Linked DNA regions of Mus musculus: regions 2, 3, 4, 5 and 6 are each linked to region 1. A link is a contact called in public HiChIP or PLAC-seq data. All regions are on one chromosome and are shown on one strand. The core of a region is the stretch at or near the end of the contact, and the rest is flanking DNA. Distances in the headings are between cores, read along the strand shown.

Region 1 (4,383 bases), core at 1,114-3,613:
ACAAGGAAGTAGAAAGCAAGATTTGAATTATTGGAGAGCAACCTCTTAGTTGATGGGAGAATGATTTCAGAGGTGATGGAACACTCTGATAAGCTTAGCCAAGCTAGGGTCCAGGAACATGACCTATCTTGGTATGACAGGGAAAAGAGCTGAAGTGGCGGCAGAGATGGGGGTGGGGTGGGTGGTGGTTCGTGTAAAATATACCCTGAGAAATTGGGATGACAGTCTAAGACTTTGAAAATCAATGCTCCCTAGCTCTCTCAGTAAGTGGGAGATTCATGGAGAACCTTTCTGACCTCTTAATACTCTCTCTCTCTCTCTCTCTCTCTCTCTCTCTCTCTCTCTCTCTCTCTCTCTCTCGTGTGTGTGTGTGAGAGAGAGAGAGAGAGAGCGACACACACATTTGATTTAATAAAATTAAGTTCAAAAATTTCAGGAAAACTTTGAACCTGACCTAGTGTTTGACTTCCACATCTCAGTTTCACTGTTCCTAGGCAGTGGGGAGGGGTTAGGATCACCGAGTCCAGGAGAGGGCAGCAGCGCCGCATCAGCCTTTGAGTGTTGGCCACTCTTTCTCTGTGTACTTGGCTATTCAAAATTAAGCAAGTGATTTGGTATTTTGGTCGCCATTGCCTTAAGTGATGAAAAAGGGGAGGGGTCTCTAGAGATATTTAATAATCTTACAATTTATTAAACTCTTAGTCTCCCCGGAATGGCAGGGCTAGAGAACACAAAGGCAGCAACATGCCTTGTGAGAAAGGGTTCTGTTGCAAACGTTTAGGCCTAATTTTGTTCCAACTTTGCTTGTAATAAGACATTCAGAAAAGGCTCACCAGCTAAATAGCTTATAAAATACAAACTGTGGGAATAGAGGCCTAATTGGGCTTGTTGAAAGAATTTTTAACATATAAACATTAATTTTTTTATTGAGCATTGACCAAATTGAAAAAAGGCTAAACTTACTTGTTAAAATAATCTGACATCTTCACTGCAGATCCAAAATTTCTGAAAATGTAAATAAATTAAATGTAGGCTGTGTTCTACCATCTGTAATGAATTAGCATTCCGTTTTACCAGCTGCTGCTGCGGCTTGGGGCCGACTCGGGATCAGAACACACCGGTGGGCTGCTGCTAAATTTAAGAACCTGGGGTTTAAAACTGGCAGAGCTAGACTGGCGATTGGAAAAGTCTCTGCCATTATGAGTAGCAGATCTTTCCACTTGGGACAGGAAATATGTGTCTACTTTTTGTACAGATGTTGTCAGACAAATGAGGAGGCCAAGTCTCTGTTTCTTACTACCAACATGGCAGGCAGATGGCTCTGGGGGCCACTGCTACCTGAGGGTAGAGTTGCCCTGGAAGGGAAAAGCAAACAGAAAGCTGTAGCAGTCGTTTCTTAGACTAAAAAAAAATGTTTTATGTGTGTGCCCATGTACGGCATGTGTGCCTGTTGTCCTCCAAGGTCACAAGAAGTCATTGGATCCCCTGAAACTGCAGTCATGGTTGTGGGAATGGAACCTCAGTCTTCTGCAACTGCACTTAGCACCTAACTGCTGAGTTGTCCAGCCCAGACTTTTGTTTTTGTAATATATACATATTTATTTAACGTGTGTGGTGTACGTGGGTGTGTATGGGGTTTGTGAGTGTGTGGATTCTATGTGATTTGTGGGGTTTGAGGGTTGTGGACATATATGGTGGGTAGGGACAGGGTAGGGTGTGTATGCTTGTGAGGGTGTGAGGTGTTGGGGGCTTTGGGGGAGGATGTGGGGTGTGTGCTGGCACAGGCACACTCATGTGGAGGTCAGAGGGCATCTTGTCTTTCTCCCATGATATGGTCCTAGAAATGGAACTTGGGCTGTAAGGTCAGGCAGTATTCCCCCATATCCATTGAGCTGTCTTGAAGGCCTGTAATAGAAACAATCTCTTATATAAAAAAATGGTCTAGCAAAAAATGGAAATGTTTATAGATTGGTGAGAGATCTCATGCTTCTAATTAAGCTTAGTGATATTGTTTCATTTTCTAGTTTTTATTTTTAGCATGTAGGAAATAGGTCTCTAAAAAGAAGAAAAGTCCATTTGTGCGTCTCACTGGGGAGCTAAGGCCAATGCGAAGCAGTCTTCCTGCCTTGACATTCTGGGTGCTGGCATTACAGGTGTGTGCCACATATACCCGGCTAAGTCTGTACATTTTACAGTCAGGTAGGTCTGCTTTGAATTTGAATTATGTTGCTTCCTGGATTCATGCTCTTGTAAAATCCCTTCCATTTTCTGAGCTTCAGTTTCCTCATCTGTGTAGAATGTCAGTAATAACATTTTCCCTTTGAAGTTGTTCCATCAGCTGGAACTGTCCCTGGAGGCTGAAAGTGCATTACAGGAAAAGAGTGGGTGTGGCCTGTGAGTGACACACCTCTGTCATTGTGCTGCTCTAGGGGATGGAGCAGAACTTCACAGTGATATATGATATCTGATGCTTCAAACACTGGATATGAGGGTTTAGTATTGTGCACATCACCCTGGACATGTCTGGTCTCATGTTTGTGGAAATGTGCCTGAATTGTAGTATTCCTGCCTTTAGTTTGCTTTTGCTGTTTCTTTGTTGGCCTAGATTTAATGAAAGCACAAAATCTGACTGGAAGTTATTTTCTAGTGTCAGAATTCATACATGGTAATATCTGAAATGCCCATGTTACTGTGGTCTCATAAGCAGTATTTGTTCCCATTCTAAAAGTTTCACTGGGACCCGTGTGATAGCTAATTTCAGTAGTCAGCTTGACACACCTGAGAAGATAGAACCTCAGTTGAGGGATTGCTACCATCAATTGGCCCATGGATATGTTTGTGGGGTCTTTTTCTTATAGCGAATTTATGTAAGAGGACTGAGCTCATGTGAATGATGTCAAGCCCATTGTTGGTGGTGGCATCCCCTAGGCTCTATAGGAAAACTAGTAGAATCTGAGCCTGGGAGCAAGCCAGGATGCAGCATTCCTCATGATTTCTCCTTCAGTTCTGGCTTAAACTCCTGCCCTGACTTTGGTAATGATGGATTATGACCTGAAATTGGAAGCCAAAGCCAAAACCAAATAAACTCTTTCCTCTCCAAGCTACTTGGGTCAGTGTTTTATCTGAGCAACAGAAAGCAAACTAGAATGGTATGTTAGCTCTGTGAGTTTAGTAAGTTCAATGCACTCAGGTCAGGGAACACATTTACTGAACATAGGACATGTGCAAGGTACTGGGAGATAAAGTGATGAAGCACAAATTTAGCCTCCTACAGCTGTGTTCAGAACATGAGGGTGTGGCTGCTGTGGGTGCCATAGTATCAGGTGTACCTATGGCCTGAGCAGCCATGTGATCCCAAGACCAGTGCAGCTAGTTAAGCTTTACTGCAGGCTATGTTGTTAAATGGAGAACAAAAATAGGTTCTTAAGCAATTTGTAAAATTTGTCTAAAGTTATTCCCAGTGTTTAAATAGGGTAGTGATTCTTACCCTGACCAAACAGTCTTGTCCACAGCCCTGCAATCTAAAACCTTGACAAAGACCTGGGGAACTTGTAGCCTGCTGCCTTGAAGGTGTATCTGGAATCCTCCCTTCCCTTTACTCTCTTACTCCCCTTGTCCCACAATCCTCAGGTGGCCTCAGGGTCAACTGACTGAACTGGATCTATCTAGCCAGTATGCAGACCAGCTTGAACTGGCTTCCCTGGGGCTGACCCCTGTGTCAAGAACTCACTGTGCCATACCCAGACTGGCCCTGATCCTGCTTCTTCAGCTGTATCATAGTATGATCCCCGAGCACCTGTTTATGACATGTGTTCATTTCTTAGTGTTCCCTGTCCACTCATGAGTCATGACTTGAGCATTGAGCCTGTGCATTGAAATCACTCTTGATTGAGTCTTTTTTCTTCTAGAATCTGAATCTATCGCTTGTCTTGTTTTGACTTGTTCCTTACACAGTCCGCTGCATCTGTAGTTAGCTTTGTGTGGCTGTAACCTAGCCCCTCAGGCTGGGAAGTTACCTACATGCTCTCCATTTCCAACCTTGGCCTTGATTGCCCCACTTTGTGCTGTTCTGTCAAGGTCCTCTATCTAGACTTTCCCTACAAAGATGGGACTCTTTGCTGACCTTGTGTCCTCCATTCACACTAAGCTCAAACTGCTCTAACAGTTGTGGGATTGGTTCTGATTGCCTTGCTGGTGGTATCCCCTCCCCTGAAAAGGGCGGTGCATTTACTTTTTCTGTGTTGCACTATACTTATGGGTGCCATGTTTTCTCACCTCAACTAGACTATAAGGTATTTTTATGTATCTCATATCATGAATTTTGTTAGTGGAATGGTGTAGGGACTCTGGCTTAGACAATAAAGCAACAGGACCAAATGTCTT
Region 2 (4,383 bases), core at 1,298-3,797, 930 kb after region 1:
CTCAGGTATTTTTGACACACACACACACAACATACAATTTAAGTGTTAACTATCCTAGATGATAACACTTACTGTTACTGATGGTGTTTCAGGAACTTGGAGCTTTTCTCAATTTTTTTCTGTCTGTGTTTGCCATCTAGAAATATGTCAACTGTACCAGAAAGGTGAACATTAAACAGTCACTTGTAGTTAAACTTGACCTTCAGTGTTGGTCTTAATTATCAGAAGTACCTGTTTTTTGAGTTACAGTTGCAAACACTTATTTATTGAAACATACCTGAATTGAAGACAGCTTTTCTAAGAGGAGATGATTTTTAAAAAATGGCTCATTAGGATGATTAGAAAGCAACATTTCCTTTTTGACTGGTTTCCATCAGGAAAAGCAAGAGAGGGCTTGGTAATGTCTGTTCTCTGAATTGCTTTCTCTCTCCTCCCAGCTGGCCAGGTTCTTTCAATGTGGCATTGAAGCCTTGAGTTGTTGTGACTCAACAAATGGACAACAACAAATGTTCTGGCTTCTTATTGGTGTCAAGCCCAGGAAACTGGCAAATGAGATGAACAGGCCCAACGCTGCAGCAAGTTTTCATGAGCCAAGTGTGCCGAAGGAGCAGGCAGCTGCTGGCTTAGTCCTTCAGCACCGGAAAGCCCCTCCTCAGCTTTACTGCCCCAGGTTGAGACTTGTCAGCTGTAAGATTTGGGGAACCAAGGCCCTGGAGGAACAAATTGTCTCTTTTAACATTTCAGCAACCAGAATCTTTGAAAACCAAACAGAGGAAGGCAGAGAGATGTTTATTTTACTTCCCCATATAATTTTCAAATCATTGACATAGTGGTAAAACAAATATGTATGTTTGTATGTATGTGTGTATATATGTATGTTTGTTTGTTTATATGTATGTTTGTATGTATACAACACTGATATAAAATATCCATTCACAGTCCATAATAGCCTTCCACAAACACTGTTCTGAATGGGTGATAGAGTTCGTATTGGTACCTCAGGTATAGATAGGTCCCTTATTTCCAGTTTGATTTTCATATAAATCTGAGTGAAAAATAGTCTTTCCTTCTGTCCTAATGCCATCTTGGTTTGGGTATCTGTTAGGGTTTTCTTCTTACCTCTCTGTCCCCCAAACTTCTTTCAAAGTTTGGGATTCAAAGTTGGGTGTGGTGGTAATTGACCATAATCCAAGCACAGGGGAGGCCTGAGGAGTTACTAGACGTGTGAGGCCAACCTGGACTAGTTAGTAAGTCCCAGGCTATTCCAGAATCCATAGTGAGACCCTGTCTCCAAAACCCAACCAAAGAAACATTTGTGTTGGAAGACTGCTACATCCTAATTGAAACTGAGCATATGTGGTTCACAGTTCAGTGAAGAATTTACTATGGGAATGAGCCATTTCCTGGAAAATCAACGAAACCGGCTTCTGATTTCCCTGTGGACAAGCAGTGACTGGTAGAAGGGACTTTGGACTTAGTTGGTCTCTTTGCTTGCTGTTTTGGATTCAGAGTCACTTTGTTTATAAATCTCTTTTCAAATTTTTGACATAAGGTCTCTGTAACTGTGACTGGCCTGACTCTTGATGGTCCTTGCTGAGTATCTCAGGCTGAACTCCGACTTGCAGCAATCCTCCTGCCTTAGCCTCCATAGTGCTGGGGATTGCATTCTTGATGCCTGGCTAATAAACCGTGTGTGTGTGTGTGTGTGTGTGTGTGTGTGTGTGTGTGCACTTGTATGTGTCAGAGGATCATTTCCATGGATCTTTTGTTTAGACAGAAAAATGAAACCCGAATCTCCAACCATCATTTATAAATGCCACAAACTCCTAGGCTGTCATTTTGGTTGTGGAGTGTTTTCTTCCTGGCTGTGCTGTGTGCTGGCTGCATGTGTGTCTGAAGGGCATGCATTTTAAAGGCAAGGCAGATGAAGGGTGTAATTTGGTGACATTCTGCTGACTGCACTTCTTGCTCTATGTCTCTTTTAGAGACTTCACTATTTTCCCCATGGTCAGTTATTTCTTAACCCAGCTCCAGGCAGGCTTTACAATTTCTCGACTCTCTTGTCCATACAAATGGCTGAAAAGATAATGTAAGACATAGGTTGTCTTCTGTTACCATTAGTGATTGTGTTTTTTGACCTATATGTAAATCAGTATTTAACAAAAGGCAGCCCTCTAAAAGCCATTAAATAAATTGTCTTTCTTTTGGTCTGTGTCCTGCATTGATTTCCGGTTTTCAGACAGAACTCTAGCATTTAACTACTACTTCTAACTTCCTGCCTTTTAATTTTGGAGATCAAATATGGCGGAGCTTTTCAGGTGGTCATGGGGACTTTTTCTGACCTGGAATGTGGTTTGCTGGTATTACATTAAAAGGAGGATAGTAGGGAGGAGGAGGAGGAGGAAGAGAAGGAAGAGTGAGAGGCGGGAGGGGAGGAGTGAAAGAAGGTGGAGAAGGAAGAGGGAGGGGAGGATAAAATAGAAGGGGAGGAGGTTGTCCTCTTGGCTGTTTTAGGTAGCATGAGCCCTTGGGATTTTGAAAAGATCATGTCACAGACCGACACGCAGCTGTCTGCCTCCATTTTTAGCTAACGGCGTCTTCCTGGCCTTCACAGTTCAGTGGCTTGGGAATGCAGAGCCGGGGTAGGGTGCTCCGAGGCTCCAGATACTTCAAGTCTGACAGACACCGTGTCTGTGGCATACGTTGCCTTGTTCTTGGGGTCTAGGATCAACATTCTCCTGACCTCCCATGGTGGTCAGGGCCATGTTTACCAAGACCGGTTTCTTTCCATTTGCACTGTGTCAACGCTGAAGGCAAAACAGCCCGAGTGTGATTTAAGTTCTAAGAAACCTGTCATCCAAATAGCAATTCACACCACAGGTGAAGCTGAAGTCACCGGGGAACCGAGGCTGTGTGGGTGGGGTGTGCATGGGGAGGTAACTCTGTTAAGACATGTTATATCCACTTTAGCAAAATATAGTGTTGGTTAGCAGGACTGAGTGTGTGTGTGCTCACTTTTACATTCAGGGTAAGATGTTGTAATATATACATTTTATTTATGTATTGCGTATGTGTATGAGCATGTGTACCACAGGGGAGGCGTGGGGGTCAAAGGACAATTTATGGGAGCTGATATTTTCTTCCCTTACTTAGCTCTTGGGGATGTAGCCCAGGCTTACTGACAGGTGCCATTAGCAGTTGAGACGTCTCTCCAGTCCGGCATTGTTCTTACTGTGTTTCCTTGACACACCGGGAAAGTCCAGGGACTTATCTTTTCTGTGGGCTTCTTAGGACTGTTAGGGTAGGACTGTTTTGTGTTGCAAGTTCAGCCGAGCTCAGTTCATTTCTATGTAGTCCGAGATCTCTTTGCTCTACATTCTAGGACAGATAATCTTATTAGAAAGCTCTTTAAAGTCAATGATCATTAAAAAAAAATACTTAAAAGAGATGGTAGTGCATCCTTTTATTAAAAGGATATTTTAGTTTTATTATTCTATTAAAATGTACTACAATGGTTATTATTTAAAAGAGAGTTTTATCTTCAGCCTGTGATCACAGCTGTCAAACAATGTGTCAAAGATGTGTCTTGACATTGTTTTTCAGATCTCTGTTCTCTGCCATTGTTGGCCCTAACCCTTGAAGTGGCCATTCCGTTGAAAAGCAATTGAGAGACTTCTCTAACGCCTTCTTCTACTTAAGCCCCACACCCTGTCGCCTTTTGTCTAAAATGTATCACTTCTTTATCCAGTCTGAGCATTTGTTACAACATCTTCCTGGAGAATGAGATGCCCGGAGTAGACTCCTCCTGAGGGTCCCCAGTCTCATCTAGTGCCTGGGAGACCATCATGCTAGTATGTCCCACCTACTGGGACCCAGCCATTTGCCAGACTGATGAAACTGCAGGCTCTTGGGAAGGACAGAGCTGATAACCAAGTTGAGTTGAACCTGCCTGAGACGGTTTCTGTTGCTCGTCTACCCTCCCTCTGTGGGTATTTTCCTGGCAAAAGCCAGGCAGATGATGTTCTTATCTTTGCAGCTGAGGGGTTTTCAACTGTGGTTAAAAGTACAGAGAACACAGTTTTGATAAATAAAAAGACTCTCCCAAAACAAGACCAGTTGTGTCTCAAGTGAGAAATCTACCCAAACATACAAACTGGTCACAAACAAAGGTGTTTCCTTCCTTTAATAAGAAAACTTAGGGGCTTAGACTATGGAGGGTGTTTTTTTATTAATGCCCACAGTGTGTAGAAATGGGTAGAGGCACGATCCTGGCAAACAGAATAGCTTCTGGTGTTTTCCTTTAAGTTTGGTGGTAAGTTTTGACTTCTAGCTCTTTGTGAACCAGTGGTATGTTAGGATGTCCCATCAGTTATCTTTTTACTC
Region 3 (4,383 bases), core at 1,300-3,799, 840 kb after region 1:
GATAGTGACCTTGGAGGGACTGGGAAGAACTCAGGTAGCTGGCCATCCAAGACTGTTACTGTAAATCTACTTCCTGTTTCCCACACCTTGACTAACTTCTGCCATCAAAAGGAAAGTAGAGGTTAATTAGCCTCTGTACTGGAATGGTCCATTTTACGGATTCATTGGCTCAGCTCTTGAAGCCTCGGCCTAGACCTCAGAGTAGAAGGCTGGAGTCTGAATAGGTCTTCTATTTAAATTCTTGTTTGTCCTACCCTCCTTTTGTGCTTCATTGGTCCTAGGAATGAAGAAGGGAGATAAGAGGTTGAAAATCAGATTCTTCATTTAGAGCGCAGCAGTACTTTGGAATTCTGAGTTGTCATTATTGGGTCTTAACTTCTTTTAGCTTGAGAAAAGACAGTGTTTCTGAGTGTTATACACGGTGGGGGTGGGGGTGCAGTGGGACCTGAGTTGTATGTAGCAAGGGTATGCATCATCTATTTGAGACTATATTTTTTGAGAAATACCATTTTTGATGCCAACAATTGTGATTGATATATTAGGCCAAATCATAAAAGACTGCCTATCTTTTGGTGTTTCATGCCTTTTGAAACAGTTCAGCCTTTTTTGTTTGACTTAAATGGAAGTCAGTGAGTTAGGCTATATGAGATCTCTATTTCTCTATTTGGAAATACAGGGTGACCTAGGGTTGGTTATGTGCCAACTCATGTAGTGTGTGTGTGTGTGTGTGGTGAGGGGGGGAAGAGAGGGGAGGGGGAGGGAGAGGCGGGGAGTAGGTGATTATATTCATGTGCCTGGGGTCAAAGGTCAAAGTAATGTTTTTGTTAGTTGCTTCCCACCTTTTCTTTTTTGAGACAGGATTTTTCTTGGGAGCCCAAACTCACCAGTTGAGCCAGGCTAGCTGGCTAGGGAGCCCTGGGGCCCTCCCACCTTCCTTTCCCCAGCTCTTGGATTTCTGGAGCACACAGCTGTGCCTGTCTTTCATGTGGGTGTTGGAGATCAGACTGAGGACATCATATTTGCCCTTGCTCAGTAAGGACTTTATGGACGGAGCCATCTCCTCGAGCCTGATTTTTTTTTTTAATTTATATTTCAATCATTAACAGAACTATGACATAATCATTTTCATTCTTTGGTTACTGTTGAGTCATTTATGAAAGATCTGAGACTTTTTAAAAGAAAGATTGATTTTCTTGCACAGTCACTGTGTATAAACTTCTATGCTTATACCAGACCCTTTCACACCAAGGGTTTGTTGCTTATTGATTCGCGCATATTAAAACCAGGATATGAAAGAGTCAGTTTACCAGTATGAACTAGAAAACCCTAAAGAACTTTAAAAAGAAAGAAGGAATGAAAAAGCCATCTGGGGCCTGAGCAGCAATTTGGGGTTTACTGATGCTCTGGTTGGCAGGCTGTCTGGGCAGCTGGATCTAGGTTGCACCCTGAGTATTTTCTCTTTCCATTTGGACAGGCATGGAGGTGTTGAGTCCGTAATCTGGACCTTGTGAGAGCCAAGTCCGTGTTATGGAGTAGTTCTGTTTTGCACACGGTTGTCCTAATTTCCCCTCTTCTTTACTTGCCCACTAGAAGGGAAAAAAGTAATCAGAGGTGTTGCTGGGTGGAGCCCTCCTTTGATTGCAATGCCCCAGGGGTTTCTAAGTTAACAAATTAAAGCTTTAGGGCTGACTGAGCCGCTTGCTTGGTCTTGGTGGGCGCAGCAGCTTTTCCGTGCCTTCTCATGTTCCTGCCCTCCCTTCCCACTCCAGAAAAGAAACTGAACTCAGAGGCTTTGCCTGAGGAAAGGCTGGCTTGAGGAGCCGAGGGACTGATGACCACAGCTGCAGAGAGGGAAGGCCAGCATATTCTTGGAAGGTGTGGGATGAGAAACGCACTCCCTTCCCTTCCCTGCTTTTGCAGTCATGCCTGGTGTGCCTCAGAGCTAGGATACACGGGCGGGGGAGGGTGGAGCGTGGGGAGGGCTAAGATTAGGGAGAGAGGAGGTGAAACTCTCCTGGGAGTTGGAGACCAGAAATAAACATCCAAAGGAGCTGGGACAAACCCTCTGGCTGCCCTCCTGAGGTTCAGGGGTGGATCAGGAGGGTCCGAGCCAGGGAGGCAGTAGCCTGAGTCTTGGAGGAGGAAGATCTCGCTGGCTGCCTCCTCCTCCTCTCTGCTGGGGTCCCTGAAGCCAGTGCAGGAAGTGGGCGGGATTCTGCTAGAGTTTATTGAAAAAACAGCTGCCTGGCTCCATTTCCCTCCCCCACAACGGCCCATCCTCGCTGTGGCTCAGGATAGAACTATGCTGTAAACTTTGGCATGAATCAAGCATGCTGATACTCTCTCAAACAGCAACTTTTTCTTTCTCTCCCCCCTCCCGCTTTTTTTTTTTTGGCACAGAGTCATTCGTTTGAGGCTGGGGGAGAGGAACAGAAAGACTAAATAAAATGTGGTACAGTGGTTCTAGAAATGATTTGATCTGGTCCAGTAAAGGTCCAGAGTTCACCGACTGGACCTGAAGGACCCAAGTGAGAATAAGGTCAGGAGCCAGTTTTTGAAAGTGGTGAGCAGACGTCAGGACTTGAAGGCCTGCTTGCTCTTTTTCTGTTACTGTCATAACGTCTTGGACAGAATCTACCCTAGGAAAACACTGTCAGTGCCTGTAAGTTTGTGACTTCGTTTTTTTGACCAAGAATTGCTTAGGAGGTTGAAGGGGACAGGAAATAGCTAGGAGCCAGGGTACCACTGGGCAGAAGTATATATGTGTGTGTGTGTGTGTGTGTGTGTGTGTGTGTGTGTGTGTGTATGTGCGTGTGTTGATTAGGACCCGCAGATGGCAAGCAGCAGCTGTTTTATGGTGTGAATTGTTTGCTCAGAAGATTTTCAGAAGCTAATTCTCCGTGGAGGTTGGTTTGCCAAGTGACTTGTTTCCTTTTTTCTTGTTTCCCGACCTATTTTCCTCTTTGTGTGTGTGTGTGTGTGTGTGTGTGTACCCTAGCTGACCTTGAGGCTCTAAGAGTTGCTTAAAACCTGAGACTGTTAAGTTCTGAGAGGGTTGCTTGCACCAGGAGGCTCCTGGCTCAGGTTTACTTCAGACCTGAAGGTGAGGGCGGATGCAAAGGAGAAGGCTGCAGAGGGAAGGGCTTCCCCTGTCTTGTCTGAGATCCGAAAGGCTGTGCCTGGCCCCCCTCTGCTCTGGCTTTACTGTGAACTCTTGCTCTTGCGTTGACCCTTTCCCTTGGCCTTCTATTAAACCTGACCTGTGTCTCTTCCTCCACTTAACGTGAGAGAATATTTTTTTTTTCAGGGACATTTATGAGTAGTGAGTTAAGATGTCTCTAAAATTCACTAGTGGTAGAGGCCTTAGGGCATGGTTAACCAGTTCTGTTATCCCCCTTCAATATTTTCTTTCTGTTAATACCCCATGTGTGGCTTGTATTTGCTTGAACAACTCGAGAAAGCATCCTCAGCTGTATTGTAGGAAGCAAAGTAACTCTCACGCTCTTGCATGAAAGCATGACACAGAGTCTGGGGCCCTGGGATGGTAGAACTTAAAAGGCCAATTAATAACATTTATTTGTTTTTGTTTTTGGAGAACCCAGGGCCTTGTGTATGCTAAACACAGGCTCTTCCAACTCTGGTCTACATTACTTATTAGTAATAGAGGTTACTTATTATTGTTATTGTTTTGTGTGTGTGGTATATGGTGTGTATGCATGTGTATGGGGTCATGTGTATGCGAGTGTACATACAGGCCAGAGACTGGTTATTATTGGTGTCTTCTTTAATTATTATTACTTTTTAGATTTAATATTCATTTTTATTTATTTTATATTATGTATAGATGTGTATGCATGAGCATGAGTTTGTATTCTTAAGTGCAGTGCTCACAGAGGCCAGAGATGTCAGATTCCCTGGAGTGGTCGTTAGGCACTTATGAACTACCAGACATAGGTGCTGGGAACAAAACTCAGTCTCTGCAGGCACATTGCGTGCTCTTAGCCCCAGGGCAGTCTCTTTACTCTGCAGTCCCCTCCACTTTATTTTTGAGGTAGTGGTTCCACTGAACATGGGACAGTGAACTGGAGCTCATTGCTTCAGCAAGATTAGCTGGAGAGCCAGCTCTAGGGATCCTCCTGTCTCCTTTTCCTGGCCACTAGAATTCCAGAGGCCTGTCACCATGCCTGGCTTTGTTCTTGTGAGTTGGGATAGAACTCAGGTCTTCATGTTTGCATAGAAAGCACTTAACCAGCTGAGTTCTCTCTCTCCAGACCAGAGCTGTCACTTCAGTGATTAATTTCACAGTGTGTGCACTGCATTTTGTGGGTACCTTAAAAGATACACTTTGGCCCAGTATCGTGGCACGTTCCTGTCATCCCAACA
Region 4 (4,383 bases), core at 836-3,335, 770 kb after region 1:
ATTTGGGGCTGCTATCCCTCCTGTTTGCTTACTACATTGGCGATAGTCTAGCCAAAGAGCTTGGCCATGAGTCCCTCCCTCTTGTTTGAACTGTGTGGTCCCACTTACCTGGGCTTCTTTTCTCCCATCTGCTTCCCACTGTTGACGGTTCTCTTTCCCTGAATGAACTTCCTGACTGTCATGCCGGAGTGGAGAGTGGCCCAGTTTGCTCCTCCTCCTTCCTCTGATGTCTCTTGATGATGAGTTTCTCCCTTCATCTCTTTGCTTTATCCTTTCTTCTTCATACATCTTCATATCCTTCCTTATTGTGGCAACGGCTTTCACAGTGGGCAGGTCTTACCACAGAACAGAGCTGGTACCTATACACAGTGGATAATTAGGATGACTGAAAACTGTGTTAGCAAGCGGAGCAGACTCAGTGTAGCAGGCCCATGGGTCAACAGATCCTACATTCTGACAAAAGTTGATGGAAATTGTGTTGCCTCATGCACTTCAGTAATGGAGAAGGCATGGTTACGGCATGAGAAACAGCAGAGCTATCTAGGATGAAAATCTACGACACAGATTTTATTCAATGATGGCAAAGACTTTTCTCCCTCTTTTCATGGGAAAACTACTATAATTTCCAGGAAGTTCTACAGAATTCTTTTGGTGTGTGCATGCATGTATTTGTGTGTAAATCAGCATTAATGATATTTTAGAGTAATTCACTATTAACTTGCTAAATTTAAATAGTATATATTATTAGTTTTAGGGAGATGTATTAAAAAGACACAACTTAAATATTTCTATATGGCACAGAATAGCATTTCTGGATAAGCTTTTTCAGTTTTTGTTTTTCTAATACACTGTTCTCTAAATTCCTTACAAATATTAGCAGTAATACAGGAAACCTAACCAAGATGTTGGAGTTCTGATAGGCTGGCTCAAGGTCTGGCTCATAGCTTTTGTTCTCAGTTTTCTTTTCTTTAAGCTTTTAAGTTAAAATTTGGTAAATATGCAAAATAATAGGTTTCATTTTCACACACACACACACACACACACACACACACACACACACACACACACGTAGTTGCATCTTGCTCCTATCCCCTCACATGCCACTTCCATTCACCCCCTTTCTTGGTCATCCCTTTGTTCTTCCCAAATAGTTCCTTCTTTGCATTCATGCCATATGTGTTATGCTTAAATATAGACTACATATATGAGCGAAAGTGAGGCATTTTATCTTTCTCCATTAGCCATCCCTTTGTTCTCCTCCTTCCTCCCTTTAGCCATTTTCCTCCCATTTTGTAGTGACCTTTCTACTTTCATCTCTCTTTCCTTCTCTCTCTCCCTCCCTCCCCCCCCACCCCCCACACCCACACACATACACAAAGCAAACTAGATTCTGCACATGTGCACATGTGAGAATGGACCCCCTTCATCTTTCTGCGTCTGGTATATTTCTGTTACACAATGATCTCCAGTTGTGTAAATGCTACAGTTTCATTTTGGTTCTTTACAATTCAATAAAATTGCACTGCACATATATATCCACCAGTCAGCATCAGTGCGGGTTCCTGATCTTGCCTATTGTGAATAGTCTTGCAATAAACATGAAGATGCAAGTGTCCCAGTGGAAGATTCCTTTGAATATATACCAGGAGTGGTACAGCCAGATCATAAGGTAGCTAGCTCTGTTTGTAGCCATGTGGAAGAGCCATACTGATGTCCACAGTGGCTGTACCAGTTGACATTCCCCATCAATGTCAGTGTCAGGTGTTAAAGCTCTACATTCCTAACAACCACAATAGCAATAATAATATTAACTCAGATGATTGTTGAGCCCTTGTTTTCAGTTTACTAATTGCTAGAGTAGAAATGTAGGTGGTAAAGCTACCATTCCTTTTTATCTTGCCAGTTGAGTAGTGATCTCTCCCAAGCAGGTGGAGACTTCCTTATGGAGGGCACACATTTCTCTGGGAGCCCAGGAACCAAGTCACTTGGGTCCAAAAGAATGCTGAGAGAACAGCTTGTTCATCTCTCCAGGCACCGTGGGAAGTTTCTGCTCACCCCCAGTCTTCCTGTCTTCTAACTGCCACCCTGCTTCCTGCCTGCGTGTGAGGCAGATCTGGTGACAGCCGTCTGTGATTCCCACCCCTGTGTTGGTCCCCCAGAAACCCATAAAGAATGGAACTGAACATCTTTTTATCCTGGCTTAAACCCCACATAATTCTGATTAAAGAAAGTGAGGGTCCAGATCTTGCCTGTTGGGTGGGGGTGGCTCTGTTCTGAAGCAGAAGGATTTGTGGATCTTTTTATCAGTTGCTTGCCTCCTGCCGGTCTAATGCAGAAGACCTCTTGAAGCAAATACAAAGTTCCAGGTGCCATCATAGCCATGACAAATTGTGTCTCGGGGATCTGCTAGCAGTCGGTTGAAGAAATCGGTAATCTCTTGGGCCTTAGTTTTATAACCTGTAGAGTCAGCAGAGGCACGGATGGTGTGTATAGCTTTAAATTAAGTAATCCTGCCACGGAGAAAGTAGAATTCAGAGTATTTATGGAATCTAAACTTAAGATGCCAAAAGGAGGCAGACACCAGGTTATGAGTCGCAGGGTTATTTTTTTCCGGCTTGGCTTTGCCAGTACACACCTTGTTAGGATCATAGAATGGCAAGCTACACTGTCCCCTTACTGTTCCTTTCAATCCTCAGGCTGTGGCTGTGTTGATTAGTGACAGCGGTTGCTACCCTGTGAGTCCCCTCACCCCCAACTCCCCCATCCATCAGAAGAAAATCCATCATACTTTTGACAATGTTTTCCTCTCCAAGAAAATGATCTTTAAGAGAATGGCATGTAATATAGACTTTATTCTTCTTAAGGTATCAGAGAAACGGTATCTGAAATAAAATCAATACATGATGCAGTGGTTTATTTACATTTAAAATATTGAATCGTGGCAAAGCATTTTATCAAAGGCTTTGGGACCAAATACATGTTCCAGACTTACGAAAGTAGGGCAGTATACAGCAGAGAAGCTGCTGTGTATAGTGGATGATACTGAATGTGTCCACTTAATCCACATATCCCAACTACAGTAAGGAAAGGCAGACTTAGGAGAGCTTAAGATGTACAGATAGTGATTTGGGGTGTGTGTGTGTGTGTGTGTGTGTGTGTGTGTTATACACATTTTTATAAGTTTTTGTATACATAAACACACGTGCATAACTATATATGTGTATATGTATGTATGTTTGTGTGTACTTTTTTTTTATTACGTATTTTCCTCAATTACATTTCCAATGCTATCCCAAAAGTCCTCCACACCCCACCCCCCACTCCCCTACCCACCTATTCCCATTTTTTGGCCCTGGCGTTCCCCTTGTGTGTACTTTTAAAAAGACCTTCTCATAATCTCAAATGATGGTTACCAGGCAACTCAGGGGCAAAGGCACAGTCTTACCCTTCTACACTCTCCAGGATAAAAGTGAGCCAATGGAACAGAACTGAACTGAACGGAATAGAATCCCAAAGCATGGGGTAACACATTCATACTTAGATCACATCTCTCTACTGGTCTCAGGTCTCAGGTCTCAGTCTCACCATCTCCATCTCCCATGATTGTACGGAGTGAACTTCATCTGTGCTTTTGTTTTATATTGTTTTTCTGGGCAGGAATAAATTATGTTGTGTCTTTGTAGAGGTTTGCTTTTTAGTTTTAAATTATCTGCAGCAGTTGATAACAGTGTGAAATTGGTCTTTGAAACTTGAAATAGTAGGCTATAAAACCTCATGCATACTGAGTCTTTTTGTGAGTGTTACTTTGCATATTTATTTCCGCACATCCACTTGTGAGAGTGTACACACATACACACAACCAGGCTACACAGAGAAATCCACACAAAACAACAAAACAAAAAAAAACCCAGCCCCCTAAATTAACATTTTACTGTAGAATTGTATGTTAATCTTAGTTTGCTTAATAATGATTAAGCACATAGTTATTTCTATCTTTATTTGCATTTCCCATTTTCTTTAAAGTAGTGCTGTTCATACATGGCAGCTCTTGGATTTATTTACTGATTCTAGGACATGTTTTTGTTTTGTGTTTACATTTCAATCAGATTTCCCCCTGGTGTTGGGGATTGAGTGAGGGCCTAGCACGTGGTGGGCGAGCACTGATCCACTGAGTTATATCCCAGGCATTTTCTTATTTTGGATGTTGAAACAGGGGCTTGGTAAATACAAACTATGTTTCCCATTCTGACCTTGAATCTGAACTCCTGCCATTAATCTCTTGATCCTTTCAGCCTCCAGAGAAACTGGTTCTAAAGGCATGTGCCACAAGGCCAGGTTTCAGAGTATATGCTGTTTCATTTTGGATTTTTGAGACAGGGTTTC
Region 5 (4,383 bases), core at 1,223-3,722, 750 kb after region 1:
TACTGAGCCCCGTTCTTTTTCTGGCGCCGGGATTTGATGGGACATAGATCAGGTAGTACCATTGTTCAATACTAACTCAATCTCTTTCCTCTTTTCTCTTTTCTTCTAGCTGTCCTTTTAAAAGCATCCAGTAAAGCAAAAGTTCTAAGGGTCTTGTATTTTAACTGATTGACTAACTCACTAACTTGTGTTTGGGGTGTGTGTGTGTGAGTGTGTGTGTGTGTGTGTGTGTGTGTGTGTGTGTGTGTGTGTGAGAGAGAGAGAGAGAGAGAGAGAGCACACGCACATGTGCATGCATGTTCGAGCCAATATGTGTGGATGCAGATATGGGCACATGTGCGCCAGAGTGCATGTGAAGCAATCAGTGGACAACCTTGCATGTTGATCCTTGCCTGGATTCAGACAGTGTCTCGCCACTGTGTCTGCCCAGCTAGCTGGTCCCTGAACTTCCTGTTTTCTTGTGTGACTGCAGGGATTGCAGATACACATGCTACTATGTCAGACCTTAATGTGGGTGCTGGATTGGAACTTATATTGTCAGGGTTGGTTGGTGAGTGTTTTGCTTGTCGAGCTATCGCTCTTAGCCCTTTTACTGTGTCAACATACCTGCCGAGATCGCAATTTAAACAAGAAAAGGAAGATAAGAGAGTATCATCTCTTGAATATATTTTTATAACCTCTTTACTAGGTATAAAATACATAAAGGGGAGTACACAGTTGTAAATTCATCTTCAGTGACTTATCACAAAATGAACTCTTAAGATGGAGAGCGTGGATTCCCACTTTGTGCCCACTGAATTATAATCCCTTCATTGGGCAGATGCTGCAGGGAGTTTCATGCTATTTAGTTACATCCATGGAAAGGCCCACTGTCCTCCATTGTGTTGGGACCATACTCAGCATTCTGTTTGTGAGGCTCAGATTTGTGGCAGTAGCACCTCTTTGCTGTGTGACACTCGCTTTCTTGAACATGACACACTGCCTTCTTCTATTCTTGGAGGGCATTTGGATTGTCTCTAGCTGTTGTTAGGAATACTATTGCTGGGAACATTCTTCTTTTGAATTTAAATAATATTTATTTGGCAAAGATTGTGTACTTTCAGGGCACGTGGTGTGATGATTTGATGCACTCTCCAACATCGTTGTGGAATGTCTCTTACTGAACATATGTGTGCGTTCCTATTATGAGATGGAGTTGCTGGGACAGAGAGCATATATTAAACTTTAGTAGATGCTGCCAAATAGTTTTCCAAAAGTGCCTGTACCAATTTACACTTCCCCCAGTCTCTGTGGCAGTTCCATGTGTTACCACAGCTTTGCTCATACTTGATAGCGTTAATTTTTACGTTTTAGTCACTCTCTTGGATAAGTAGTGGAATCTCATTGTGTTTTCACGTAGACAGATGAATTTGAGTATCTATGCTTGGTTGCTTGTTTTACTGAGACAGGTTTCCTTCCACTCTACCTAAGACTGGCTTTAAACTTTAAGCCATCTTCCTGTCAATACTCCCCAGGTGCTTATGTGATGAGATTACAGGTGTGTGTGACCCTGTCTGGCACGTTTGCTTTAAAGTAACATCATAGATGACTGTTTAAGACAGTAACGTGCCTGTGAAGGTTTTCCTCATGTCACTGAGAAGTGTCCAAGGCTGAGCCATTCATCTGTGGTCAAACATCTGTTTTCGACATGGCTTACATAATGTTAAAGGCTTTTCAACCCCACACACCACACGTTCATTTATTCCTTGATCATTGAGTTGCTAGTTTTTGCTAGAGACTGAGATTAAAAAGTAGGGATACGAGTATGAATAAAACATATCCATTCTTGGGTCCCGTCTGGCTGTGCTGTTTCTAGATGTTGTGGAACTCTTTGGAGGTGGTATCTGGATGGAGGAAGTGGATTGTAACCCAGCCTTGCTTCCTACTAGGGCTTCCTGTTTCCTGATCTACAGATGTGTGAGCAAGTTGCTGGTGGCCATGGAGCCACCTGTTGCTCTACCCTCCGCCTTCCTGAAATGATAAATTGTGTTCCCTTAAACCCTGAACCAGGATGAATTCTTTTTCCTTTAAACTGCTGTTTGTGTGCAGGTGTACATCCATGTATGTGATGCATGTGGAGATGAGGGATCTATTCTTCTCTACCTTATGTATGGAGGCAGTGTCTCACACTGGAACCCGTAGCTCATTATTGGCTAGCAGAGCTAGCTAGCTTACTCTGGGGATCCCATTTCCCCCTCCTCTCACCAGCTGCTTGTGTTGCCTCTTGTCAGGTAATTGGTCACAGCACCAGGAAAATAACCAACGCATAACTTAAGTGCCCTAGAAAAACAGATTGGAGAACTGTTTTACTCAATTTATTCCTGGTTTTGTAGTTACATTTATGCAAGACGAATACTCAGGTTGATGGATTGACCGGTTCTACACAATAGCTTATGCTGCTGCTTCAGGTGATGGATGGAGACTCAGCAGTTGTATTTATTCTGAATCTCTCAATGAACCAGTGTGTGGTAAATGGTCTCTGTAGCCTCATGAAAGCACTGACCAGAGATACCGAACCCCATGAATTCTCAGGGCCCTTGAGTGAAATGGTATAATGTTTGCACAGACCCTAGACCAGTGGTTCTTAACATTTCTTTTCTTTTTCTAAAGACTTATTTATTTTATGTATGTGAGTACCCTTTTACTCTCTTCAGAGACACTAGAAGAGGGAGTTGGATCCTGTTATATATAGATGGTTGTGAGCCATCATGTGGTTGCTGGGAATTGAACTCAGGACCTCTGGAAGAGCAGCAGTCAGTGCTCTTAACTGTTGAGCCATCCCTCCAGCCCCTGGTTCTTAACTTTTCTAATGCTGTGACCCTTTAATACAGTTCCTCATGTTGTGGTAACCATGAAATTAATTTGTTTCTCTCTCATAACTGTAATTCTGCTACTCTTATGAATCATAATGTAAGTAGCTGTGGTGTAGGATATCTTATATGTGGTCTCCAAAGGGGTCACAACCCACAGGTTAAGAATCTCTGCCCCAGAAAATTATCTCCTATGCTTTCAATCATTTCTCTATAACTTACCATGTACAACACAGTATAAAACTATTAGCTAAGCAATAGCATCACTGTAGCATTTAGAGATGGATGGTAAGAAAAGAGTCAGTACACGTTTCATAGCCCCATGTTTTTCTGAACTATTTTTAACTCCCGGTTGGTTGGATCCAAGACCAAGAACCTGAGGTAACTGTGAATCTGTCGTTGCCTTCCCTTTGTCTCAGTTCCTTAATTGTGAGTATAAATTCATGGTCTGAGGCTTGTCAGTGGTAGCTTCATCAAGCATTGAGGCACATAACTCTATCATTTAAGCTATAGTCAGTTCAAGGTTATCCTGGTCTACATAGTCAGTTTCAGGACAGCCAGGGCTATGTGGGGAAACCCTATCTCAAAAAAAAAAAAAAAAAAAAAAAGCAAAAAGCAAACCAGCCAAACCAACCCCTCTGCAAAACAAAAACAAAGAAATAAAAACATTAAACAAACAAACAAACTTGTCTTGAGTTGAAATGACTGTCTTCTTTTCCAGTCCCTGAGCTGCGCATAAGCTAAATAGGTATTCTATCATGGGGATTAGCCCCCCCCCAGCTCTCTTTTTATATTTTTTATTATGGATGAAGTATTCATTTGCTCAGGCTGGTCTCTGTAGCTCATGTATATTTGGCATCTTTTTACCTCAGCCTCTATAGTAGCTGAAATGACAGGCTGCATCACCTGGTCTGGCTGAAGTGATTGTCTTTAAAAAGTGCTGTTTCCTTTGCTCTGTGGTGGGGCCCAGCTTCGTCAAAAAAAGACCTTCTTCCACTGCTTCTCACCAAGCAGAGCATTGTGCTGTATCTAACTCAGATGTGCCTGCCAGCACAGGCTCAGGGTCACTCTTTGCCTTCCCTGGAGGACAGGCCTGTAAACAGTCTTGGCACTATCTGTTTGCGTTCCCACCTGCTAGATTAGATTATCATTAGTTCAAAATCCCCAGTATCTAGCATGTTGCTGGACACGTCTACCGTCTACCGTTCTGGTCTGGTCGGTAAATACCCCTTGGGAGAAAGGGAGTAAACAAACAGCGTCAGCAACAAAATACAGAGGTACCCATTCACTCTTTGTTTCAGTGTGTAATTGCACACCAGGAAGCTGTGATGTGCCTGGCACGGAGCTCAGATCTGGGTCTGAGTCATTGTGCCCAAACAGACCTGGCGACTAACTGTTCCAGCAAGCTAGCAGTTTGTGAGTGAGGGGGTTAAGAACCCAGCTGCCTTTACAGCTGTGTATAGTTACAGACTGGGGTGAGTGCTCAGAAGCACGGGAGCATGAGACATGTAGGGGTGACCCCCGTTTGGGGGAC
Region 6 (4,383 bases), core at 1,032-3,531, 720 kb after region 1:
ATAGGGTGACCCGACCTACACATTGGGAGTATTTTCCAGAAGCGGCTGTACGGGCTTTTCATGACCTTTAACGCAGATATTTAAGATGAGCGGGCAGGAAGTGCTTATTTGCAGAGGGAGGGTACATTTCTCCTAAAAACAAAATTCTGGAGATCCTCATAATTAAACAAAGAGGAGAATGTGCCAGACAGAAGTGGGTGGGGATATTTCCTCTTTGTGGTTGTGATGCATTCAAGATTCCTATCCTAAAAAGAGGCTTTTGAACTTCCGCAAGATAAGGGGCAATTTCAGGACACTGTGTAGGTGCCACCAGTAGGTAAGGGTCCCAGCGGACCCCTAGTTGGTGGCCACGTGTTGCCAGGATCCCAGGCGCGATTGCGGGACCCGTGCAATCTTGGCGGGACCCGCGCGGGTATGCGCCCTGCTAGTGCTCCCTGGTCCTCCCTCTTGGAGCCTCTTGAGCCATTGTCCTTGCCCTTCCCTGTGGATCCTTTATTACTTTGCTACATTTTCCAGTAGTTGCTTCTACCTAACTCTGTCCCCCCCCCCCCCCCCCGACATTCCAGACCCAGCAGGGTCCTCAACTTAAGAAACTGCTTTTAAAGGAACTAATGGATTGAGTGTGCTCTGCTTGCCTTTTGGCAGAGGGCAGTCCAGCATTCGGGTGGGAACCGGCACCTAGCAAGGTTGGAGGACCGACCTTGGAGAGCGCATCTCTGTTTCTGGGATGTTATTGTCTAGGTTTCTTTGGGCCAGCAAACCTTGAGCGCTAATTCGGAGGAAGTTGGTTACAAAGTTTCAGACAGCTAGCGGAGTGCGCGCTCTGGCAGTCTGACAGAGGAACACTGGGCCCAGTGCAGACCCCAGGAGATCAGAACGGAAGCCCTCTCACAGAGTCTTTGTTCTCCCCTAGGGGAGAGACTTGGCAAGCACTGGAAGGGTGCTTGTTATGATCCACACCCATGACATTCCAGACCCAGCAAGGTTCCCTTCCTACCCCCTCTTCGCATCTTTAATCCTAGCCAGGAATACAGCTCCCTATGCCCCCTTTCACCCCATCTCTTTACCCTCACATTTAACAACTCATTGGGTCTTCCCTGTCTAGATTTGGAGAAAGAGTATATAAGGTGCGTGGACACCAGCAGGAGGTTGAATATTTGCTTTGGAATGTTTGAGTGTTTTTTTTTAAACCCCCTTTGCCCTGAAGACTGAATATAAAAGGCTGCGTGTCCCTCTACCTTCTCCCACCTTCCTGCTTTTCTTCTATTCTGGTGAGATCTAGAAAGGAAATTGGTGCAGCTTTGAGTTCCTGGGGTGGGGGGAAACCATGTTGGGATGAGAGCTGAATGCTGCGGTGTAAAGTGGGGACCCCAGTTCTGGAACTGATGGATGATTTTCAGAAGGCTCTAAGAAAGACTGAGAGACTCCCAGACAAGGAAGACACCTGGCTTGCCCAGGACCAGAAGGTGGGGGAGGGAAGAGGATGGGGAGTTAGAAGTGAAGGAGGAAGACCCTGTAGCTGTGAAAGGAAGGGAACTAGGAAGGAACAGTAGGTTTGGGAAGGAGCCATGTTAACCTGAGAGTCTTGTTAATATAGTTGGAGATAAGAGGAAGTTCTCTGAGGTTTGAGCCGGTGGTCTCTGTTCAGGCCCCCCCCCACCCCCCATGAGTGGCATAGTACCAGCAGCAACAGGTAACCTACAAGGGCAAGGTGTAGGTCCCTGTGGGATACTTAGTGGCCTCTGCCATGCAGATTTGAGGGTTTTCCCCTAGGGTCCTGTGTGGGCACTGATGAGGGAGGGAGAAGAGACTTTTCCATCACTTAGAACTTCTTTGAATTCTTCCAGGCTGTTGGTTGGAAGAGGGTACATAGGATGGAGGGTCATGGATGGAGAGGCATCTGTGAGCCCTACCTATGATTGTACCTCTTACCTTAAAGGGTTGACTGGCTCCTTCATATTACATCTCTTGGGATGCTGAGAAATGGCAGAAACTCATTGCCAAAGTGAACCGCTCCTCTCCCTGATTGGCAGGGAAAGTGCAAACAAAGAGGTGCATCTCCCGGAAACAATGAGTTTGGAGATTTCCCCGGGCGTGAGAGCGCGGACTGGAAGCTGGGTGTTCAAAGGGTGTGAGAAGGGACCAAGACCCGCATCTTCTGGGCAAAGTTTTCGGGGAGATGGAAGGAGAGAGGGTCGGGACTGAGTTGCTGGTCTTGGGGACAGAGCAGCCGGAGCTGCGCACCAAGGCTTAGAGTCGGGCGGGAGATGCGGGGAGAGGGAGGGGGCGGGGAGGGAGGGGAGGGAGAGAGGAGGAAGGGGTGAGAGGGAGAAACCTGCCGCGGCTCTCCGCCTCTTTGTCTGCTCTGGGACTTGGAACAAAAGGGGAAACTCTGATGAACTCCTTCTCCAGCTCCCTGGACGCCCGAGTATCTCTTTCTCGCAACTTTGTCAACGCGACTTTCTCCGCTGTCAGGCTGCGCAAAAGTATCCTAGCGCCTCGCAGGCTGCAACAATGGAAACAATGTCCCTTCAAAGTGCGACGAAGTGGAGGGAGAAGGTGAGTGACTTGTCCTGTTTGTCCTGCTTCCCTCAGGTCCCCCTGCTCCCAGCCCTTCCGAGGGCAAAGTCATAGATCTAGCAGCCAAGTTTGACTGTTTCTTTCTGTTTCTTGTCTTTTATTATTATTTTTTAATTGTATCTCTTTTCCCGGTTCTCCTTTTCTTTTGTTCTTTTAAACTCTCGCACAGATTGTTTTGTTTATTTTAAACGCCTTCATCTCTTGTGCTTCTTCTTTAGGGGTGGTGAGGGGCTAAGAAGAAGGGCATCCAAACTGGATACTGCCTCGCTTTTCCCCGGTTGTGTGTAGATTGGAGGAAAACGTTCTGATAAGAATGGGAATTAGATCAGGCTCACCCACACATAAGCTCTGACTTTGGTCACAAAAAAAGAAAGATGCAGAGGTGGGGGTCATTTCCTCACGCGTTTTCAAACTTCACTGTCTCTGGAGCGCTCTGGAGACACGAAGCGTGCAACAATAGAATGTAGACAGGGTTTGGGTGGTAAGGGAGTTCCAGCAAATTAATAGGAGTCCGGGAAGTTTTTGGGGGCTGGGGTCCAGTTGAGGAAGCCACAGGTTCCAGACTGTCAAGAGCTGCGCAGATGAAGCTGATGGGGCCTGGACCATTAGTTAAGAGTCCGCTCCCCTCACCTCCGTGGTTTGGTTCAGTTTAATGACCCACCCAGAATGACCTATTGCTGTCCTCGTCGGGATCCATCCTCTCTTAGGTGTTGGCGACCCCCGGGCCTATCTCAGCCAGTCTGAATAGGAAGGGAACCACGAGCCTGCCGAGCTCCCCTGACCTAGCCCTCCGCCCCGCCTTTTGTGTTTTAACCTTTTGTTTCTATCGGCCACACCCGCCCAAAAGAGCGGCGGCTTTTCGTCTCTGTTCAGCGGGGAAGCAGCGAGGTTCCCTCCAGATAGCGGTGAAGGGCGGCTTCCTAACTTTGTTTCCCAAGTCCCCTAACTTCGGAATGCTTCTGCATTGGTTCTTGCTCAGTAAGTCAATATCTTCACTTTATATGAACTATCTTTTGCTGTTTTTCTACTTCGTTCCAAAAGTTGTTTATCTCTACCAGCCACTTGCGTTCATTAAACAACAACAACAAAAAAAGATAACTTAGAGATCTAAGTTAGGGTCCAAAGGACAGAGGTTGGCTTTATCTGTCGGATGCCTTTAAATATGACTTTATCTTGATTCTGCAACACAAAACCCGGCTCATGGTCTTCAGGTATGTTTGTGGGCTCCGTCCAAATACCAAGGTAATTTATCACCTTCTCCACCCTCTTCTGTGTTTCCAAATGCTGGAGGTGTTCTTCAAGCTCCTGGAGACACTTTTTAACAAGACAAGTCAAACACAGAACTCATCCTACTGCGGGTGACTCTAGGAAGCATCCAAACAATGCATTAACTTCTGAGAGTTAGCATTCTGCAAGGTGCCAGAGCCGGGGAGCTTTGAATCTTTATGTCAAAGACTGAAAGGAATTAAGACGACAGTTATTCTTTTAGGGAGGGAGTGTATAGACTGTCCCGACAACTAACCTTAATACATTCTAATTGTATAGGTGTCATACCAGCGACTCCAAGAGTCATGTCACCCACTTAGCAGGAGTACTTCTACTGAAATGCCTTCGAATTTCTCTTACTGGATATATACCTACCAGCCGCTAGCATGAAGATGCCAGGACCGCTGCAAGTTAGCACTGGACAAAGTAGCATCAACTTCTTCATTTAGAGTTTCTTCAGTTAAATTGCTGGGATTTTCGACAAGGCTTTCCTTATGTGGATTATTGGAGTGTGATGCCCGAGAATTCTCTACTTGT

The links. HiChIP or PLAC-seq counts read pairs in DNA pulled down with a chosen protein or histone mark.
Region 2: a contact with region 1 is called in a CTCF HiChIP or PLAC-seq map of large pre-B cells, with 10 times the contacts expected there. The contact joins two enhancer-like sites. A contact is called at or near these places in 1 of 15 datasets of contacts at CTCF or cohesin (large pre-B cells), 2 of 115 datasets of contacts at active chromatin or transcription factors (T-cell acute lymphoblastic leukemia and embryonic stem cells) and 1 of 9 other capture datasets (embryonic tail).
Region 3: a contact with region 1 is called in an H3K27ac HiChIP or PLAC-seq map of T-cell acute lymphoblastic leukemia, with 6 times the contacts expected there. The contact joins two enhancer-like sites. A contact is called at or near these places in 2 of 484 Hi-C or Micro-C datasets (embryonic fibroblasts and uterus) and 2 of 115 datasets of contacts at active chromatin or transcription factors (T-cell acute lymphoblastic leukemia and large pre-B cells).
Region 4: a contact with region 1 is called in an H3K27ac HiChIP or PLAC-seq map of T-cell acute lymphoblastic leukemia, with 4 times the contacts expected there. The contact joins two enhancer-like sites. A contact is called at or near these places in 1 of 15 datasets of contacts at CTCF or cohesin (large pre-B cells), 1 of 484 Hi-C or Micro-C datasets (the HPC-7 cell line) and 3 of 115 datasets of contacts at active chromatin or transcription factors (the SCID.adh cell line, T-cell acute lymphoblastic leukemia and differentiating embryonic stem cells).
Region 5: a contact with region 1 is called in an SMC1A HiChIP or PLAC-seq map of large pre-B cells, with 3 times the contacts expected there. The contact joins two enhancer-like sites. A contact is called at or near these places in 1 of 15 datasets of contacts at CTCF or cohesin (large pre-B cells), 1 of 484 Hi-C or Micro-C datasets (liver), 1 of 115 datasets of contacts at active chromatin or transcription factors (differentiating embryonic stem cells) and 1 of 9 other capture datasets (embryonic tail).
Region 6: an H3K27ac HiChIP or PLAC-seq map of differentiating embryonic stem cells shows a contact between it and region 1, with 5 times the contacts expected there. The contact joins the promoter of 2610307P16Rik here to the enhancer-like site in region 1. A contact is called at or near these places in 1 of 15 datasets of contacts at CTCF or cohesin (large pre-B cells), 7 of 484 Hi-C or Micro-C datasets (B cells, embryonic stem cells, nephron progenitors and 2 more), 10 of 115 datasets of contacts at active chromatin or transcription factors (astrocytes, craniofacial prominence, differentiating embryonic stem cells and 6 more) and 2 of 9 other capture datasets (embryonic stem cells and embryonic tail).

The regions. Positions count from the first base shown.
Region 1 is chr13:29,600,596-29,604,978 of GRCm38.p6, reverse strand. All of the region lies in intron 9 of Cdkal1 (CDK5 regulatory subunit associated protein 1-like 1), which reads left to right. Among named protein-coding and RNA genes, the nearest start is that of Cdkal1, 250 kb to the left of the region's middle. Within about 2 kb of position 2,363, at least 12 of the 459 cell types and tissues checked have an H3K27ac peak or open chromatin away from gene starts, as enhancers often do.
Region 2 is chr13:28,670,000-28,674,382 of GRCm38.p6, reverse strand. All of the region lies in intron 3 of 2610307P16Rik (RIKEN cDNA 2610307P16 gene), which reads left to right. Among named protein-coding and RNA genes, the nearest start is that of Mir6368, 39 kb to the left of the region's middle. Within about 2 kb of position 2,547, at least 15 of the 459 cell types and tissues checked have an H3K27ac peak or open chromatin away from gene starts, as enhancers often do.
Region 3 is chr13:28,755,802-28,760,184 of GRCm38.p6, reverse strand. All of the region lies in intron 3 of 2610307P16Rik (RIKEN cDNA 2610307P16 gene), which reads left to right. Among named protein-coding and RNA genes, the nearest start is that of Mir6368, 47 kb to the right of the region's middle. Within about 2 kb of position 2,549, at least 286 of the 459 cell types and tissues checked have an H3K27ac peak or open chromatin away from gene starts, as enhancers often do.
Region 4 is chr13:28,831,218-28,835,600 of GRCm38.p6, reverse strand. All of the region lies in intron 2 of 2610307P16Rik (RIKEN cDNA 2610307P16 gene), which reads left to right. Among named protein-coding and RNA genes, the nearest start is that of 2610307P16Rik, 52 kb to the left of the region's middle. Within about 2 kb of position 2,085, at least 55 of the 459 cell types and tissues checked have an H3K27ac peak or open chromatin away from gene starts, as enhancers often do.
Region 5 is chr13:28,854,215-28,858,597 of GRCm38.p6, reverse strand. All of the region lies in intron 2 of 2610307P16Rik (RIKEN cDNA 2610307P16 gene), which reads left to right. Among named protein-coding and RNA genes, the nearest start is that of 2610307P16Rik, 29 kb to the left of the region's middle. Within about 2 kb of position 2,472, at least 9 of the 459 cell types and tissues checked have an H3K27ac peak or open chromatin away from gene starts, as enhancers often do.
Region 6 is chr13:28,883,320-28,887,702 of GRCm38.p6, reverse strand. 2610307P16Rik (RIKEN cDNA 2610307P16 gene) reads left to right here and starts at 2,281. Exons shown (of 8, transcript NR_045054.1): 1 at 2,281-2,559; 2 at 4,126-4,383.